Linked DNA regions of Mus musculus: region 1 is linked to region 2. A link is a contact called in public promoter capture Hi-C data. All regions are on one chromosome and are shown on one strand. Each heading gives the region's core, a stretch centred on a gene start, on an enhancer-like site or on the middle of the called end of the contact. The rest is flanking DNA. Distances are from core to core; before and after follow the strand shown.

Region 1 (3,168 bases), core at 274-2,773, 1.1 Mb before region 2:
AAGCCCCAGTGAAAAGTATCTGTTATAAGGAAAAGTTGCTAGATCCAGTGAAGAAATTAGGCAATGTCTCCTGACTTTTACAAAACAGGAATAAGACCTAGAACTACTGTCCACCTGGAAGATTGTCACAGACCTCTACCTTCACATTAACAACAGGTTTTTATCCTAAGTGCAATCTGGAGTTCTTTTTGTTAAGGTTCATCTGTCCAGACTGAGTCCTGCTATAGCATGAAGACAATAAACACTGGCTGGAAAGAGGACACTCCAAAAGGAAGGCTATGCCTGGAGCACCAGAGGTAAGTAGAGAGGCATCTCAGTTATTTAGGCCCTAGATGTTTCTGTTTTCTGTGGTATCTGGAAAGTGGCTGTAAAGATAGGAGAAAAACAAACAAATAAACAAACAAAACCAGGAGCAAGGGGGATTTTTTTTTTCAAAATTTCTGGGATAAATCACATTTCCTGAAGAACAACAAATGATCCTGAAAGGGGTTTTCCAGGGTTAACTATAAGGTGGAGGCCAAATGCAAGATTGTTTGTGAGAAAATATCTCTGCAAAACTCCAGGTAGAAAGTTCTGGTCTCCATACAACTTCTTTATCATCCAGGATCTTGGATGCTCCACAATCCCCAACCAGACAGAACATATTCTTAAATAAAAACCTCAGTATTAAGGAATGGGTTGACTCTTTGCATATTGATGGTCAATGGGATTCCTTAATCCTCAAACCATTATAGGCTGTTGCCAATACATTTCATTTCCTACAGAACTTCAGGGTAAGACCCTATTTCTGAAGACACCACACACTGGACTCACAGACAATCAAGCTAGTATTCACTTAGAAGCTTCACCCCTAAAAGCTAGCTTCCATAGTGCTGGAAGATGACATTCATACTATTAGATGGGAAAAATAATAATCACCATTCTAACCCAACTGTAAAGTTGGCAAACTACAACATGATGGGCCTAACAGGACATGCCCACTACTGCAATAGTGGCGCAAACATTATGTGAGTAACCAACCACTCTCACATGTGATCTATGGCCTACTGTCTGAGATAGAAACAGATGCATTGTTAACAGAGCCAAGAACATGAAGTTATATACACACACAAAGGATAACCTAATGCTATTATTCTGATAAATGGACATAGCGTTAAAGTGACTGGTAGTGCTTAATGCTGTTGCTGCAATACAGTGCATCTTTCAACCCATAAGCTGCTGCTTCTAGTAGATGACAGCTAACACAGAGATCCTCAACTGGTCCATATGCAGAGAATAAGAGATTATGGAGTACTCAGTCCTGAATGGAATGTACATATCCCATCCATTCCCTTCAAGACTCCAGGGACTTCACAGACAAGAGGGCAGAAAGACTGTAAGAGCCAGAGGTGAAGTATGACTTCACAAAAACTATGTTTTCTAGATACATGGGGCAGTTGCATATATGAATCCACAGCAATTATGACATCATGCACAAGATGTGTGTAAACTAAAGATAGAGGAAAAACCCCACCATGGAGCAAGAGTGATAGATAGACAATCCCACTGGGATCTGAAAAGCCGTTGGTATTTTCTAACTGCTAAAGGAAGAAAGAATCGGCTTTTCTTAAAGATGTGATCCTTGTAGGTTGATTCCAGGGCAGGGCCCACTCCCCAGAGTACTTGGGCAACGCAAACTTCATACGAAAAAGGAGGAGGAGAGAGGAGGAGGACCAATAGCAGGGTGAAGAGAGAGAACAGGTGAGAAGGAGTGAGAGCAAGAAGGAGAGGGAGGAGAGGGGGAAGGGGAGGGGAGAGAGAGAGAATTCAAAATTGAGTGGATGTGGGTAAGGGGGAATATGTCAGAAATTGGGAAAGGGCAAATATGATCACAATATAATTTATAACATTCTCAAACAATTAATAAACTTGCTTTTTAAAAGAAGTCTAGCCCCTTGGCTTAAGGCCTAAAATTTTGCTTTAGTGAAGGTGTGCTCCTAGGAACACAGGCATCTGCATGCTGCAAATGCAGGGCTCTGACTCGAGCTTTCCTTGGATTTACAGCATCCCTAGAAGATCTGTGCAAGTATTGTAAATTTTAATGTCACTAATATGCTGGTGATCACTTGTCTATACGCCTCCAGCTCCCTGCCCCCAGAAACTCTTCATTTTAGAAAACTTTTATAAAATTCTCTTATGAATTGGTATTGTCTCTAAATACTGGCCGCCATGAGATGCTTAATCACAAGATGAATGAGTTCCTGTCCTTTGCTGGAATAACTCTAGTAATAGAAGAAAACCAGGAAACAAGGCACAAAATAAATGGGAGAGTAACACTAAATGCACATGTTCGGCAAAAAACAAATTATTCAAAAAATAACAAAGAAAAATCTATAATCTATTAAGGCAAAATTATATATATAATTTCATTCAGAGCAGCGCTGACAAATCAGCTCAGAATCAAAAGGCAGCTTTCATTAGAATCACAGGAAACCCTTCTTCCGCTTCCAGATACCGAAAGACCTGTTTTCTGAGCTGTTTGGACTTGTTTCTTTCTCTCGCCATCCAGTATAATCTGTGATTATTTCAGATATGCTTCTCTGACGCAGTTCTTAGAGCCTGAAGCAGCTATGTCGTCATCGCGCTTTGCAGACTTTGGTCTAAGACAGCCCAGCTCTTGACACAGCTGCCTCGAAGGAGAGGCAGGAAAGAAATCCATCAGCTACATCTTCTCCTGCGGAAAAAAGGATTATCAAACTTCTCTTGAGGTAAGAGCACCCTCTGGTGGCCGATGTCTGCATTGTGCGCTGACAGCTCCATCTCAAACTAGACTCAATGCCCATATCCTTCCAGATGGAACCTATTTCACTGATCTCCCTTGGTAGCAAAATGGCCCGCTGGGCTCCAACATATAAAGCCCGAGTTCAAAGCTTTGTGCTACTATTAACTCATGAGTTAATTCAGTCTAATTACCTTCCTGAACCATTTTTACTTAAAATAAGAAAACAATGGCAGATTTGGGATCAAATGAAAACATCTGCTATTTAGTAAAACAAATACAAGCAAGATATTCTACAGTGTTTTGCCAGTCACACACATATCTAAGACCTAAGAACAAAGTTCTTTATTTTATATAAATATTATACTAAATCGTGTGGCATTATATTTCTGGTAGCCTGTTCATATTAC
Region 2 (3,346 bases), core at 67-2,566:
TTAACTGCTGAGCCATCCCTCCAGCCCTAAAACTCATTTCTTTTTTGTTTTGTTTTGTTGTTTTTTTGAGACAGGGTTTCTCTGTATAGCCCTGGCTGTCCTGAAACTCACTTTGTAGACCAGGCTGTCCTCGAACTCAGAAATCCACCTGCCTCTGCCTCCCGAGTGCTGGAATTAAAGGCGAGTGCCACCACGCCCGGCCCTAAAACTCATTTCTTACTCTATAGCCTATAAACATATCTTTCTGACTTTCAAGCCCCTTCCAGAAGTTTGGCTTTCTGAAATTGTAACACATTAGTGAAACTTTTCCTGTTTTTAATTGAAAAGAAATATTTTTATACAGCATATTTCCCCTCCCTCATCTCCTCCAAGATCTTCCCACTTCCCTTCCTATCTAACTCCCGATGAAAACAAACAGGCATCTTAAAACAACAGAAACATAATAAAAGAGTTTGCCGTGTACCCATATCTTGAGATGACTGTAGATGATGCCCAATTATGTTGTGTGTGGCGTGGGGGTGAGTGGGAATGAGTTTTAACCAGGGTTTGATGCTGCTTGCTGGTCTAGGACTTTTTAGATCTTAGTATGATGGCAGGGACTCCTGGTTGTCTTATCCTGCCAAATGGTTTCAGTCAGAGTTTCCCTAGCCCATTAGAAATGTTCACTAACTTGTAACGCTTAAAGAAAAAAACTCTCCTTCTTCCTGGGAGCTTCCTGTGTAAAGAGCCCAATGGGCTGTTCCTCACTGCACCCATCAACACATCTAGGAGACAGGCTAGGAAGATGGCAGGAAAGTGCCCTGTACTAAAGGGAAAACAGCAGGCACATGCACACACACCACTACCGCCGTCCAACCCACAGAGACAAAAACGTAAAACCTATACAACCTTAATACAGATATGATATAATATAATAAAATAAATATAATATATATAATATAATACATATTTAAACCCTTGGCGTGCAAGCAGAAACTCTATCAGGGCCACTACCATCTTCTTTACAGCAGAAATGTGACCAGTGCCAGTTCTGCAGGATGAGTGACAAATGCTGCCAAGCTTCCGCCGGGTGGCGCCAACGCGCAGAACACAGGCGCAGGCTGGGCGGGGCTGGGACAGAGGAACAGCAAGGGCCAGGAGAGATCGCGCAGGCTCACTATTCTCCTACTGCCTAAGTGGGCGGTCCGCATGGATGATTTGCTTATCTATGAAATAACGCGAGAGTTATTTCAAATCCCGCACCTACCCTCTCCCTCTCTATAGGCTAAATCCTGCCCTGGACCCGCCCTTTGGGGCATAAGCCCCGCCTCCACAGAACCTGTTTCCGGTGTTGTACTGCGGCGGTGGTTGGCTGGCTGGGCAGACAACATGGCGGCGTCCGTGCTAGGCTCGCTGCTGCGGACCTTCCGGCAGGTCAGGCCCCTGCCTTTCTCGCCAGCCTACCCCTTCCCTGATTTCCGTGTCCTGTGGGTCCCTCGTAACCCTGTCACCTGTAATGCGCACGGAGGACCGATCCCAAGGCTCCTATCTGCTTTCCCGTCCTGGCTAGGTTAGGAGAGCCCAGAGCAGCAGTCGAGGGCTTGGTATTCAGGTGTGATCCGTCATGTGAAAGCTGCGAGAATGACTCCGGGTTATAAGGAGCCGAGTGTGAGTGGAGAAGAGAGGGGAGAGTCGGATGATTGAGACCTCAGAGGCTCCGATTATGCAAAGAGACTGTAGGGAACTAGCTGTCAGCCAGTGGTGGCTTGGAAGCAGGTGGTGACAATTTCGAATGGGGAGCAGGCCATTCCGCTAAAGCAGAATTAGTTAAAGGAAGGGCCGAGAATTGGCTGTAGAGTTAAGGAGTGGGAGTGTTATGATGCGGATAGAAACTGGAACGAGCAGCAAAGGACGTTGGAGAAGTCTTGGATAGTTTTGTTGGGGAGGGGTGTCAACTAGAGGGAGACCTGGGTGGACCTGGGTTGTTTTTTCTTTACTGTGACATTGCGTCATATCTGTATATTAGAGTGGGGGAACACTGATATAAAGAATAGGGAAGAATCGCTGGAGATCTGCCTTTTTTTTGCAGGCAAGAGGTGATATAGTCTGTGTATGAATTTTGATTTTAGGAATGTGGTTAAGTCATGAATAGCAGTTTCGTCCAGTAGAATTGTAATGCAAACCACAAGGATAATTTAAATATTTTCTAATATTTATATTGAAGTTTAAAAAGGAGGTGCGGTTAATTTTGATAGATATTTTTAGTCAGGTCTATCCTTATCCTAACAAGTCAAAATTAGAATGACTTATGTGACATTTGCATTCTTCTGTTGGAAGCAGGTTTCAAAGTCTGTGTATCTGACACTTAAAATATATATATATCGCAGTTGGGATGCTAACTTTTGCAGTTGGACCAAAACCAAACTTTTAAGCGAGTTAATACCAAGAATTATGTCCCCACTTGTACTGCTTACAGTTCCAGTGCGTATTAGCTGTATCCATGGTTCATGGCCACTGTAATGGACAGAGGTGTCATATAACCAATGAGAGGGGTGTAGAGTGTAGTACAAATACTGCCGAGGGGGCACAGGTATGGTAGTGGGAGTTTGGAAATTCTCTCCAGATTGCTTCTAATTTTATAACTAAGGGTACTGAAGTCATCAGAACCTGAGGGTGTGGGAGAAGGTAACAGTGACTTAAGAAAGAAGAATGAATACACCTGCAAATTGTCCCCAGATTTCCACCTGAGTTGTAGTATGCATGAGGTATGCACATGCACACACAAATAAATGCCATAAGTTACTTCCTAAAACTATTAAGTCTTCCCCCCATGAGATGGCTCAGTGGGTAAAATGCTTGCCACCAAGCCTGTGCAGTTCAATCTAAGGCCCCATGTTGTAGGGGGGTAACTGACTCACAGAAGCGTTGTCCTTGTCCACCCTCCACACATGCCCGTCCATACACAAGCACACATGTGCACTCAGACATGCCAAATAGAATTTAACTGCTCAAAGTCATTTAACGAGTGACTGAAAGTTTGTAGGATAATCCTTGTCTCTCTTTTTTAGGCAGTTCCTCCATCAGCGTCAGGTCAAGTTCGAGGTTACTATGTAGACTGGAGAATGTTGCGTGATTTGAAGAGACGGAAAATGGCTTATGAATATGCAGATGAGAGGCTTCGGATCAATTCGCTCAGAAAGAATACCATTTTGCCAAAGGACCTTCAGGTTAGCCAGTTGAGTCCCTTTCTTGCACAAAAGCATTAACTATCCTCATATTCTGTTTTATGCTGTTTTATTGCAACTTCTTAATGTAATTTCTGGAGAATAAGATCAAATATTCAAGTCTACATATATAGCCTTAAAAC

The links. Promoter capture Hi-C pulls out the DNA fragments that hold promoters and counts their contacts.
Region 1: a promoter capture Hi-C map of hippocampal neurons shows a contact between it and region 2, with 6 times the contacts expected there. The contact joins the promoter of 4930562F17Rik here to the promoter of Mrps14 in region 2. A contact is called at or near these places in 5 of 39 promoter capture datasets (the 3T3-L1 cell line, 3T3-L1-derived adipocytes, hippocampal neurons and 1 more), 1 of 15 datasets of contacts at CTCF or cohesin (the NIH/3T3 cell line) and 6 of 484 Hi-C or Micro-C datasets (cerebral cortex, cortical neurons, embryonic fibroblasts and 2 more).

Annotation. Positions count from the first base shown.
Region 1 is chr1:159,132,758-159,135,925 of GRCm38.p6, forward strand. 4930562F17Rik (a long non-coding RNA gene) reads left to right here and starts at 1,524. Exons shown (of 4, transcript XR_865669.1): 1 at 1,524-1,740; 2 at 2,570-2,747.
Region 2 is chr1:160,193,899-160,197,244 of GRCm38.p6, forward strand. It overlaps Mrps14 (mitochondrial ribosomal protein S14), which reads left to right and starts at 1,317. Exons shown (of 3, transcript NM_025474.4): 1 at 1,317-1,413; 2 at 3,048-3,206. The coding sequence starts at 1,369.